Linked DNA regions of Mus musculus: region 1 is linked to region 2. A link is a contact called in public HiChIP or PLAC-seq data. All regions are on one chromosome and are shown on one strand. Each heading gives the region's core, a stretch centred on a gene start, on an enhancer-like site or on the middle of the called end of the contact. The rest is flanking DNA. Distances are from core to core; before and after follow the strand shown.

What was found. HiChIP or PLAC-seq counts read pairs in DNA pulled down with a chosen protein or histone mark.
Region 1: a contact with region 2 is called in an H3K27ac HiChIP or PLAC-seq map of extraembryonic endoderm stem cells, with 6 times the contacts expected there. The contact joins two enhancer-like sites. A contact is called at or near these places in 1 of 39 promoter capture datasets (the C10 cell line), 3 of 15 datasets of contacts at CTCF or cohesin (large pre-B cells, pro-B cells and stem cell-derived epiblast-like cells), 12 of 484 Hi-C or Micro-C datasets (the C10 cell line, the G1E-ER4 cell line, the HPC-7 cell line and 7 more) and 2 of 115 datasets of contacts at active chromatin or transcription factors (extraembryonic endoderm stem cells and trophoblast stem cells).

Annotation. Positions count from the first base shown.
Region 1 is chr2:148,888,138-148,894,045 of GRCm38.p6, reverse strand. No RefSeq gene overlaps it. Among named protein-coding and RNA genes, the nearest start is that of Cst3, 16 kb to the right of the region's middle. Within about 2 kb of position 2,320, at least 79 of the 459 cell types and tissues checked have an H3K27ac peak or open chromatin away from gene starts, as enhancers often do. A contact at or near this core is called in extraembryonic endoderm stem cells, where this site is marked.
Region 2 is chr2:148,121,970-148,127,791 of GRCm38.p6, reverse strand. No RefSeq gene overlaps it. Among named protein-coding and RNA genes, the nearest start is that of Gm24221, 26 kb to the left of the region's middle. Within about 2 kb of position 3,206, at least 11 of the 459 cell types and tissues checked have an H3K27ac peak or open chromatin away from gene starts, as enhancers often do. A contact at or near this core is called in extraembryonic endoderm stem cells, where this site is marked.

The sequences.
Region 1 (5,908 bases), core at 1,071-3,570, 770 kb before region 2:
ATTGCTGTAGTTCTGTGATCCTAACTGCCCCAAGTCTTCCCTGCACCTGGGTCCAATTAAAAAGCACCAGGGTACATGATGCCCCTACCCATCTAGTTCCTAACAGATATAAATCTCAAACCTTCACTCAAATAAAGCAAATTTGTGTTGGGATTTTTTTTTCAGCTATGTGATAATAATGACAATATCAACAGAGCTTTCCAAGTTTCCACGTGAGTTCAGGTGTGGAGACAGATTCCAAGGAACTGGGGTAGACAGGATATATGGAAGAGGCCAAGTAAAAATGTCATACCTCCCTAGTAGAGGCTCAGGCTAGCTGAATTTGTGTAAGGACATGTCAGTATGTGTGTACAAACTCTATGTGGCTTTCTCTCTGTGCCAAGCTATCATTTTCTTTTTTTTCTTTTTTTTAATTAGGTATTTTCTTCATTTACATTTCCAATGCTATCCCAAAAGTCCCCCAACATTCCCCTACCCACCCACTCCCACTTCTTGGCCCTGGCGTTCCCCTGTGCTGAGGCATATAAAGTTTGCAAGACCAAGAGGCCTCTCTTCCCAATGATGGCCAACTAGGCCATATTCTGCTACAGCATTTTCTAAAGTTTTAATTAAACCAGGGTTTGTGGAGATTTAATTTTTTCCTTTCAAAGCCTCATCAAGCAAAGGAAGAGTTCTATGTTACTTTGCAGCATTAGAGGTGTTGATGGCTTTTCATTTTCACATGAGTCACTTCCATAAGAAAGTTTCATTATCACTCAAGTTCCAACCAAAGGTGATGCTCATGGGCATCAAGCAAATATGGTCATATTTGGCCAAAGGTCATTTGCTCCACTGATGCAATCTGAACTTCTACATAAGTAGCTGGAAAGGGAATGTACAGGATGAGTGTCCATGTAACATCTCCCTTTTCATTTACATTGAGGCACCTATTTGTAAAGGTCAGTGTCTGATTACAGAGGCTATTACATAGTTTTTTGTATAATTTTAAAAATGTGACGTGTGTAACTTTAATCCTTTGTTACAAAAACTAATTAACACTGGCCTAAGTGCTGATTTGAAATGCTATTTTGTAAGGTTTGGATGTAAATAAGAGAGGTTGGCTGTTTGTATATGTGTGAGACATAGCTTCTTCCACTGCTGTTTGTTTTTAACTTGAGGTACTTCCTGTGTGCTTTTATATTAGAGTTGTTCCTCCCTCATTTCTCCCCCAACATCTGTCACCCTTGTGTTAAATAAACTGTCCTTTAGATAACACACACACACAAAGAGAGAGAGACAGACAGACAGAGAGAGACAGAGACAGAGAGAGACAGAGACAGAGACGGAACATTTCAGTAAACCAACTTAACATCAGTATGCCAAGTACTGTCTGCAAATAAAATCCTGATGAATGATCGAGAGACCTAAGACCTATCTGGGAGGGTTCTCTTTCTTTTAGGAGAAAAAGAACACTGTAGCTTGTAAAAGGCATGAACTCTGGTCTACTCTAGCTCTGGTTGTTACTGTCTGGGACTTAGTGTGTCCCATCTGTAGCAGACACAATAACCAATGGTAAGTTAGACTTGCTTGTGAATATATTTATTAGACTGCCGAGCATTCTAGTGAATCCCTAGTGAACCAAACCATTCACTAGACATCACACAGCAAATGGGACAGAGCTGCTTTCTGCTTATTATTTGTGATGACTGTAATGATATTTTACTGAAAATTACTAAAAATTCCAGAAGCTTCTTAGTCAGTGGAGAAAGTCAAAAGAGTGACCAGGATTGACTACAATGGAATTTTCTTAAGGTAGAGAAGTACGCAGAACAATGTCTACGGGGAACTAAACCTAAGGCGAGTTGATTTTTAAGACAAAGGATTCTAGTGAACTGCAATGAGAAACCCCCAGGGGAGTCTTGTATGGCCTGGTCTGGGAACAGAGTACAAGATAAGGATCAGGCAGCCAGGGATGGCCAATTTCAGCCCTTGTACTATGGCTGGTTGCTCTGCCAGTTTTTTACAGTGGAGCACAGATGGTCACCATGGTGGGGACAGCAAACAAGCCTCCTAAAATCATGGACATGGTATCCCTCCGTGTTTTGGACTATCCTCGTCTCTTTGTTTTATACGTCTAGACCTTAGATCCAAAGTCAGGACCTCTCACTGACAGCAAGACAAGTCAAACCTTAAGAGAAGCAGTTAGAGAAGGTAAAAACCAAACACAAAAAGAAAGTAGAAGGATTTTTCAAAAAGGACGACAGTTCAGAAGGGACAGAGAGCTCTCTAAAAGTAAACAACAAAACTATAGATAACAAGTATAGAGATAAAACTAAACAATTAGACTTGGCTAATGATCTATGTGATTGAGATTGCTTCATTGGAATGTTAGTAAAATATTTACAGGGCTACTCTGAACTAGCTAGTTTTCCCATGCTATATTGTTCCAAATGATACCAGGATTGCTGCATGGCAAATAACTGTAGTCTTCCGAATTGTCATTACTGACCAGTTTTGATGCATTGTTTTTGGGCTATCTTAATGACATGCAGGGATGTCCTGTATACAGTAGAGTAGCTTGTTAAAAGTACCAGTTACAGCCAAGGAAATGCATGTTTGGTACAAAGGACTCAATCCAGCCGAAGGCTCTTCTCACTGACCTTTAACAAAAACTAAACACCACCAACAAAAAAGTTAGAAAACAAAGAAACCAATAATCTTCCACAGGAAGCCTGCCAAACCTCTAAGGCAGGGATATAGTGCTTCCTGGTTTTGTGAGCCCTTGCTGCCATAGTTGTGGCACAGAGTAGTCCAGCAGCCAGCAGTATCAGAGTCAGCATCAGAAACCCAGATGCTATATCAGTACCACCTCAGAACTTAATTGTGGTAACTCCCCAGTTCAGATGATGTTTCCAGACTTGCATAGGGCTCTAGGTAAAGATGAGGATAGGGAACAGAGACTGGGAAGTGTCAGCAAGGAAGGGTAAAGGTGGGTTACACCGAGGATGCAAATACAGTTGGATACCAAGGATAGAATCTTATGTTCTACAGCATAATAGTGTGACTACATTTAAACACATATGTCTATATATGTGGATGGATAGATATGGATAGATGGATAATTGGTTAGATAGTTAGGTGATAGATGCATATATATAAACAAAATGTGATGTATACATTTATATATCACATTTTAAATGATATAGAAAAGCTTAAGCTTCCAAAAGCTTGCAAATATGTCACATTCAACACAATAACTAAAGATATAGAAAAGCCAATTACCATGATCTGATTACCATATATTACATACAAATATAAAATTATGGCACTACACACAGTTAATATGCTACATTGTGTCTTCTGGAAAAGCACTGGGTGAGGAACTGGTCCAGTCTCAGTTCAGCCCTGTGTGGCCAGAACCAAAAAAAGAAGAGTGCTAGACTTCTGCCAGTAGTGGGGAGAGGGAAGTTTGGCCCTTTTTCTAGTTCTAGGGGAAGAAGGGAATGACACTGGATAGAAACTATGATAAATCAACAGAAAAAGGGCAGCAGTGTGGGAATTCTCCCTCCTCGGTCCATGTTAACTAGAGAGGATGTACAGAGCCTGGAGGGATATGAAAAGCTTACTTCTACTAGCGTGGGATTAGAAGCAGAAGACAAACAAAACCTGTGTCCTATGCCACTGTAAGAAAGCTGGACATGCAGCCAGTTCCTGATGGATTCCTGGACCAGTTCTCAGTCCAGCTTCTGCAACCCTGGGAAGGCCACTTATGACAATTATAGATGCGGCTGCTTCTATGTTTAGCCAAGAAGCAAAGCCAATTAGTCTGGGATTGCTGCCCCTTCTTAATACAAGAGAGCTGGCTGACAGTGATGTCCTTTATTCTACCCTCTCTTGTTCCTCAGAGGAAAAATTAAGATTCAGAAAGAGACAAAGCTTTCATTCATCCTGGCCAGTTAATTAGGACTCAGTCTGACCAAGTGTTAAGAATTCAGAATGCTTAAGCAGCTTTCGAAAGTCTCCCGAGTCTTCTCCAATGAGCCAGGGAGTGTTTTCAGATGCGGCTTGAATGTTTTGTTTTAATACACTCTGTCAGATACAATCTCTATTCCCACTATACATCATCTGGTCAAATGTGTTTCTTGTTTCTTATTCTTGGAAGTGAAATTAATAATGGAAAGCAGAAAAAGATTTTTTTCAGTTTGGACACAGTGGGAGAGGGACAAAGAGATCCATTGACCACCACTCCCTATCCCCACCCCTGCACACACACACACACACACACACACACACACACATCTTCAAGATCCAGAAGTGAGATTAAAATTTAAATAGAGGGCCAAGGATATGTATATCTAAGCAGTCCTAATCTAGGTATGGTCTGCCCACCATTGATCTATTCCAGTCTAGACTTCAGTCTCATCCTGGAGGGTGGTCTGTCAAGATATTAGAACTATGTTAAATCTCTTTCCTAATTATAAGTTTTTCATCTATCTGGGCCTTTCCTTCTCCCAGCAGGAGATTACTGGAAGAAATCTCCATTTCTTTGGGGTCCATTGTTTCAATAGTCTCTTCGAATTGTCTTCATTTCTGCCTAGCCAGTTACAGGAACACAAAACTTGATCCTGTCTTGTTTCATTATTTTCCTCCCAGCTGTTTGGGATTAGAGTTGTTTAACACCCAGAAAAGCACATGTAAATCTAAGGTCTCACGGACAGTTTTTGAGAAAATTTGGCTCCAACTGGGATCTGTTGGGGTATTTCTCATTCACTGAGTCATGTGCCTGCGGGTCTTGGTCTCACAACGGTTCTTCACTTGCTGGGTTCCTTACCTAGGCCCTTGATCCTCCAAAAGGCATTGTGTTTGTCCTGGCGCACTTCCCATTTCCACAAAAAAGGAACAGAATCCATTTGCTTCCTTTTTCTGTCTGAACTGTTTAGAGAAGAGCTCTCTGCTTCCACACCTATGTCACCCAACCCTCTACCTTGGGACTGTTTAAGGACCAAAAGAGGAAACATAACAGGACCTGGACCACAATTTGAGAACTAGTAGACTGTACCAAATGTATTGATTCCCCAACCTCATCTTCTGCCTACCTCCTACCTCTTTCCTTTTCTTGTTACGTTTCTCTACCTTGAATCATTTCCTCATTGTTTCTCACAGCCACAGGATAAAAAGGAATTAGATTTCTTCAGCATCTGGTTTTGGGTCTTAGGAAAGACCTTCATTCATGTGGGATAACCCTTCTTGCCAAAGAACTTTTAGCCACACACCCCTACAGGCCCTTGAAGTTCATTCAGCCCAGAGCACATGAGTCAGATCAATCAGGGAATGAGTATGAAGACTTTTGCCTTGAAAGTCATAGGTCAGGTTCACTGGGAAAATGTCTCCTGTACCAATGCATTCAAGGCTATTTCTCACTTGTTCTTCTATGAGATTAACTGTATTCAGCTTTATAATGAGGTCCTTGATCCACTTGAGTTTTTGTGCAGGGGTGATAAATATGGATTTATTTGCATTCTTCTACATGCAGACATCCAGTTAGGCCAGCACCATTTGATGAAGATGTTTGATGTTTTCGATTGTATGGTTTTGGCTTCTTTGTCAAAAATCAAGTGTCCATGGATGTGTAGGTTTATTTCTGGGTCTTCGATTCTATTCCATTGATTGACCTGTCTGTCTCTGTGCCAATACCATGTAGTTTTTATTACTGTTGCTCTTTAGTACAGCTTGAGGTCAGGCATGGCGATTCCACCAGAGGTTCTTTTATCATTGAGAAGAGTTTTCAGGTGTTGAAGTGTTCTTGGATTTGGTTTGAGAGAATTTTGTTGAGGATTTGTGCATTGATGGTCATAAATGAAATTGGCCTGAAGTTCTCTTTCTCTGTTGAGTGTTTGTGTGGTTTAGGTATCGGGGTAATTATGGCCTT
Region 2 (5,822 bases), core at 1,957-4,456:
TTGAGCTTTCTCATTTAGCTCTGTTTCTTTCTAGAAAAAGCAAACAGAACTTCAATGAGAGTGTTTCCTGGTGAGAGTTTTGTGCTCTCTGGTGCTCTTCGTGGTGAACTCAAATAGAACTGCTATGTGCTGCTAGAGTCTACTGGGAATGTTGGATGTGGCTCCCTGGGAAACAATCTGGGGATCATCTGAGCCTCTTGGGAGCTGAATTCTAGCAAGCAAGACTGGCTATGGCTCAATCTGTGAGCAAGAGCAAACTGGTCCTCTCCTGGGTGATTCCCTCGCCTCTGGAACACAGAAGAGGATCCAAGAAGAATAGCAACTAATCTAAGGCCACTTGGATCAGGCAGCCCTGTCCTCCTCCCCATGTGACAGATCACTTCCACTTCTTTTTTATCCTAACAAGCAATTAATCAGTAGAGCTGAATGGTATTATTAAAGTAGCCAACAGTGCCAACGTTTCACACCACCACCCCATTGGGTCTCTAGTGGCTGTATCTCTAAACAGACAAACAAACAAACAACCAAAAAAGCAGAAGTCTCCTGCCCTGCCCAGCCTCTCTAGTGCAAACATTCTTTTACTCTTGTTTCTCAAAGCACATACCACACTTAGACAGCCACCGTGTGCATACATATATGGACACACATGCACATATTCTCATGTACAGCATGTGCACATATCACTAATGTGTAATGCATCTGCACTGTGAGAACTTGCATGTTCCCACTGCACAGTGAATGGAGAAATGAGCTTGTCTCCCTGCAGCTACTTACTATATAGCACTTTGGGTCCAGTCTTCACTACAGAGAAAAATAGTTAAAATAGCATTAGCCCCTAAGCCTCCAGCATCAAATCTATCTATGAACACACTGCCCATATGTTTAAGTCTAGAAGAGCTCCTAATTCCTTCTGACAAGAAGAGAATATATGGAACCGCTAACTCATAAGACAGAAAGAATGATGGTTAAAAAAAAAAGTGGAGAGACTGTAATGTCAGTTTTGAGACAACTGTTCATGTCTATAGTCAATTTCTGGTGCCACTATAAGCTGCCAAACTAGCTACCACTAGTTCATTTAATGGGATTTTCTGATGCACAGCAGGTATCATATCATCTGGGCTATGAGACTGTGAACTTATTCCTAAGAACCTTGTGTCAGAGTTACTCTCATCATCATGTGGCTGTTTGCGTGTGTGTGTGTGTGTGTGTGTGTGTGTGTGTGTGTTCGCGCTTATGTGTGCTCTGGGTACTGGGGTGGGGCAGACCAGGTGAGAACTCCAGATGCATAGATCTTACCCATGAGGCATAGAGCAGGAACATTTAGTTATCTATCGGCATGAAGTCAAGAAGGAAGAGAATGTTACCTTGTGTCCCAGACTTGCAGACATCACCTATTTCTATCAACCATCAGAGACACACTGAGCAGAGTGGCTGGCTTCTATACTGATCAATGGAAATCACAGGGGCAATAATATAGAATACAGTGTTCTAGTGGCACGACCCCATCTCAGAGCACTGCCTAGGAAAGAGACTGCCCCACTCCATAGTCCAAGGGATAAAAGTAAGGCACATTATTAGTAATCCATCACTTTTATTAGATGATGAGGGCAAAGAGCTGCCACTGTAATGAGAAGAAAACATCTAAGGTGTCTTTGTTCAAAGAAAAGTGCACACTGTCTTCACTGGTCGTAGCCCTGACACTTTGGCATGGCAATTTTTCTTTGTATTTCCTTTATTATTTTAATAGGTACATATGAATTATACAATTTATGCTATGGGGTTAGATTCAGGTAATTAGGATCCCACTGTCTCGACCAGCTGTCACTTGTGCTGCAAATATTCAAAATCCTTTCTCCCAGCTCTTCTGAACTAGTAAGGTGTGGGTAGAACTTTGCTGTAGAATACACTAAAACTTCTTCCTCCTATCTAACTGGATTTTACACCCAAGTCACTGAGTTTTTCAACTCTTCCTTCCTTCCTTGCCTCTGATAACCATTATTCCACTCTACTTCTCTGGATTCAGTTTTATTTATCTGCCACAAATAAATGAGAACATGAAGTATTTCTCTTTCTATGTTCAGCTTACTTCGTTAATATAATGTTCTCTGACTATCCCACAACACTGCAAAGAAAATATGCTTACCATTGGGGAAATGCACGCAGAGCCACAACTAACAATCTCAACTGATGGTGATAGCTATAGTCACAAAGACAAAAATATCAAATGCTAGAGAAAACATGGTGGCGAGCAGCTTCCATACACTGTTGGCAGAGTACAGATTGGAACAATAGTTTTTTTTTTAATTTTTTTTAATTAGGTATTTAGCTCATTTACATTTCCAATGCTATACCAAAAGTCCCCCATACCCACCCACCCCCACTCCCCTACCCACCCACTCCCCCTTTTTGGCCCTGGTGTTCCCCTGTTCTGGGGCATATAAAGTTTGCGTGTCCAATGGGCCTCTCTTTCCAGTGATGGCCGACTAGGCCATCTTTTGATACATATGCAGCTAGAGTCAAGAGCTCCGGGGTACTGGTTAGTTCATAATGTTGATCCACCTATAGGGTTGCAGATTCCTTTAGCTCTTTGGGTACTTTCTCTAGCTCCTCCATTGGGAGCCCTGTGATCCATCCATTAGCTGACTGTGAGCATCCACTTCTGTGTTTGCTAGGCCCCGGCATAGTCTCACAAGAGACAGCTACATCTGGGTTGGAACAATAGTTTTAATGAAATGGCCCATGGTACAAATTCATTGGAATGTCCTTCTCTTTTTCCACACCCTGATGTTTTTAATCTAGGTCAAATCAGATTAAAACAGCTAGACATCTCAGGAAGGGCATTGTACAGACAAGACAATTGATTAAACGGTATCTGTTAAAAGATTTGCCGAGTATTTGTAAGTGCTGTAACTGTTCTAGGGACTCAGTGACATCAGTGAACAAAGCAAGGGATGGGCCACAACATACCTACATCCTGGAATTGGAAGCCAGTAAGCAGAATCTAAGATCAGGCCATCATCCCAACAATGAGGTTGTGGGACAGAGAAAAGACAGAGCTGGAGAGAGAGGGTATGGCAGAATTAATTAAAGGATGTGCTGGGATGTTTCCCTGAGAAGATGAGCCATGGCTTAAGGGAAGTGCATGAGCAAGTGTAGAGAAAGAATGTGTAAGCCTGGCATCACAGAGGCCACTGTGGACAAAAGTGGGTAGAAGGGAGAGTCACAGATGCTGACACTGAAGACCCAGATCAGACAGGTTTGAAAGGCATTGCAGGAATTTCTCTTCATTCAGAATTAATCAGAAGCAGGAGAGGCTGTAAGTACTGGCCTGACAGCAAGTGATTAAGATTTTTAAAGAGATCACTTATCCTGATGTCCTATTAATAATAGACTATAGATGGACAGGTATAAAAGCCTGGAAAACTACTCAATTGTGGTGTTTGGAGAAAATAAAAGGAGAGATGAAACTGGTTCTGCTCTTAGCATCCTGGGATGACAAACAATCTGGTCCAGGCAGAGTATGTATGGCATATAAGAGGACAAGCCAAGACCTGAGCTATTAAGATGATGGAGTTCTATCTGGGCAATACAGAGGAGCTGGACCTCATGGTGAAGACATGGGTGAGCCAGCCCTGAGGATATAAGAGAGAGAGAGCTGGCCCAGCTCCTTACTACATGCAGTACTTGGAGAATAGGCCCTGGGTACTTCAACTGGGAAGCAAGGAGGAGCTGGCTCTGGATGCACAGGTGAGATGGCCTTGCCTCCTGATGATGTCTGCTTTGGGTGGGTTAGCCAGAGCAGTGCTGAAGAGCTCACCCTAGTGGTGCACAAAAGGGGAAGCAACGAGATAACTGGGAGGAGACCCAGTGAGAATCCAATATTGATGGTGTGGCAGAAGCCAGAGGCCTTGAACAATGAACATTGGCAAGTGAAGATGTGTGGATAGAACGCTATACTATGGGATGCACTGCAACACACTACAGCTCCCACAATGAGACGTTTTGGTTTGTTTATTGATTGAGTGTTTATTTTCTTCTGGGGAGGGGGGGGGTGAGGTTGCAAGGGCAGAGGGCAGATACAGGGGGAGAGAGATGAGTGAAACTAGCTAGGGTGCATGATGTGAAACTCACAAGGAATCAATAAAAAGTTATGGGGAAAGATGATGGAGTTCACACTAACCAGTGTAGAGAAGGTTCACTAGGTCCAGCCTAAAAAACAAGAATTCTTCATCAGCTATGACCCTGAGACATACTTAAACATCCTAGTCTTATTTTTCTAGAATGATTTACTTTTTTTTTCCCAGAATGATTTTCAAGGCAATCATGAGAGATTAGGAGAGGAGTTGGGCTAAATATATAAACACAGGGTGTAGTCAGGCCTGGTCGCTCCTGCACTTGGGAGGGTGAAGCAGGAGAATGGTTACCAGTCTAAGACAAGCCCGAGCTACATACAGAGTGGGGTCCTGTCTCAAAAACAGAAAGATAATAGCAATAAAAAAGCATGAATGTCTAAGGATATTGATGTTATTTCAAGTCACAAAAGAAGATAGGATTATTTCTTAATGAAAGAAAAGACCAGGGGTGGGGTGGGGTAGAAAAAGAGAGGGACAGCTAAGTTAGAGAGGGTTCATCAATAACCCTGAAGAAACAAGAGTACCACAGTCCCTGCTGTGGCTCATTTGGAAACATTATACCGAGAGCTAATGGAACATATTAGAAACGAGAAGCAGTGACGTGTGCTTGCAATGGGGCCTGCTTTTTCTCCCAGGCTTGTCCCGACTCTGTCTTTTCTCTCCCGGTTGTTAGTGTCATCACACACTCACCCCAGCTTCAGAGGACTCTAAGAAGAGTCAGGGTGATGGCATCTAACCCCTGAACCATGCACAGCGAGGAGACCCGGGGCTTTTGCCTATAGGGACTAAGGGTCTGGAGGAAATCACAGGTTGACAGTTTTCTGTCTTCCTCCAAACAAGCAGCTGCCTAAACCCCAAGGCATTCTCATTAGCACCAGGACAATAGCCAAGGTCGCCTACCACCTTAACAACATCTGGGCTCCACTGCCTGGTCACGTGGATAGGGAAGTGAGCCGCCAACCAGCTATTTCCGCCTTAGTCCTGTCCCGACCCTCCTGATGGCCCCAGTGAAAAGCATCTTGTCTGACCTGAGCTGTGGCTCACCAGCCCAGTGACTAGTGGTCATGTAAGAAGGGTGAGGCCCTGGCAAACAGATCTGCTCGCTCTCTCTCTCTCTCTCTCTCTCTCTCTCTCTCTCTCTCTCTCTCTCTCTCTGTGTGTGTGTGTGTGTGTGTGTGTGTGTGTGTATGTGTGTGTGTGTGTGTGTGTGTGTGTGTGTGTGTGTGTGTGTGTGTGTGTGTGTGTGTGGTCTGACTGGTGTGGCACGGGAAGGATGTGCCCAGTTGCAGACTGAATTTCCAAACGGTGTCTTCTGCTGCCCTCTGCTGCAAATTATGCTTCATTGAAGTTGGCTCTCGGGCGTGATTTCTCGTTTACCTTCTTTAAGGCATTTGGATAGTTTTGTATTAGCATGGATGCACGAGTTGACAATACTTTATACTGAGAATGTCCTTGTGATACCCCCCAGAGTCAGGACTTGTTTTTCCTGTCAGTGCTGGAAAGACTTGTAGCAGTAGTATTATTGATTGATGGGATTTGTAGGAAGCCCTTGTTGATTATCTCAGAGTCTGTGCACACACTGATCCAGAGCACATGAAGATGGAAGTGGTGAGTATGTATTCCCCTAAGCAGGAACATGTGAGTGTCAGTCTGAACTCTGGCTTCTCCAGGGCCTTCCAGCTCTTTGTC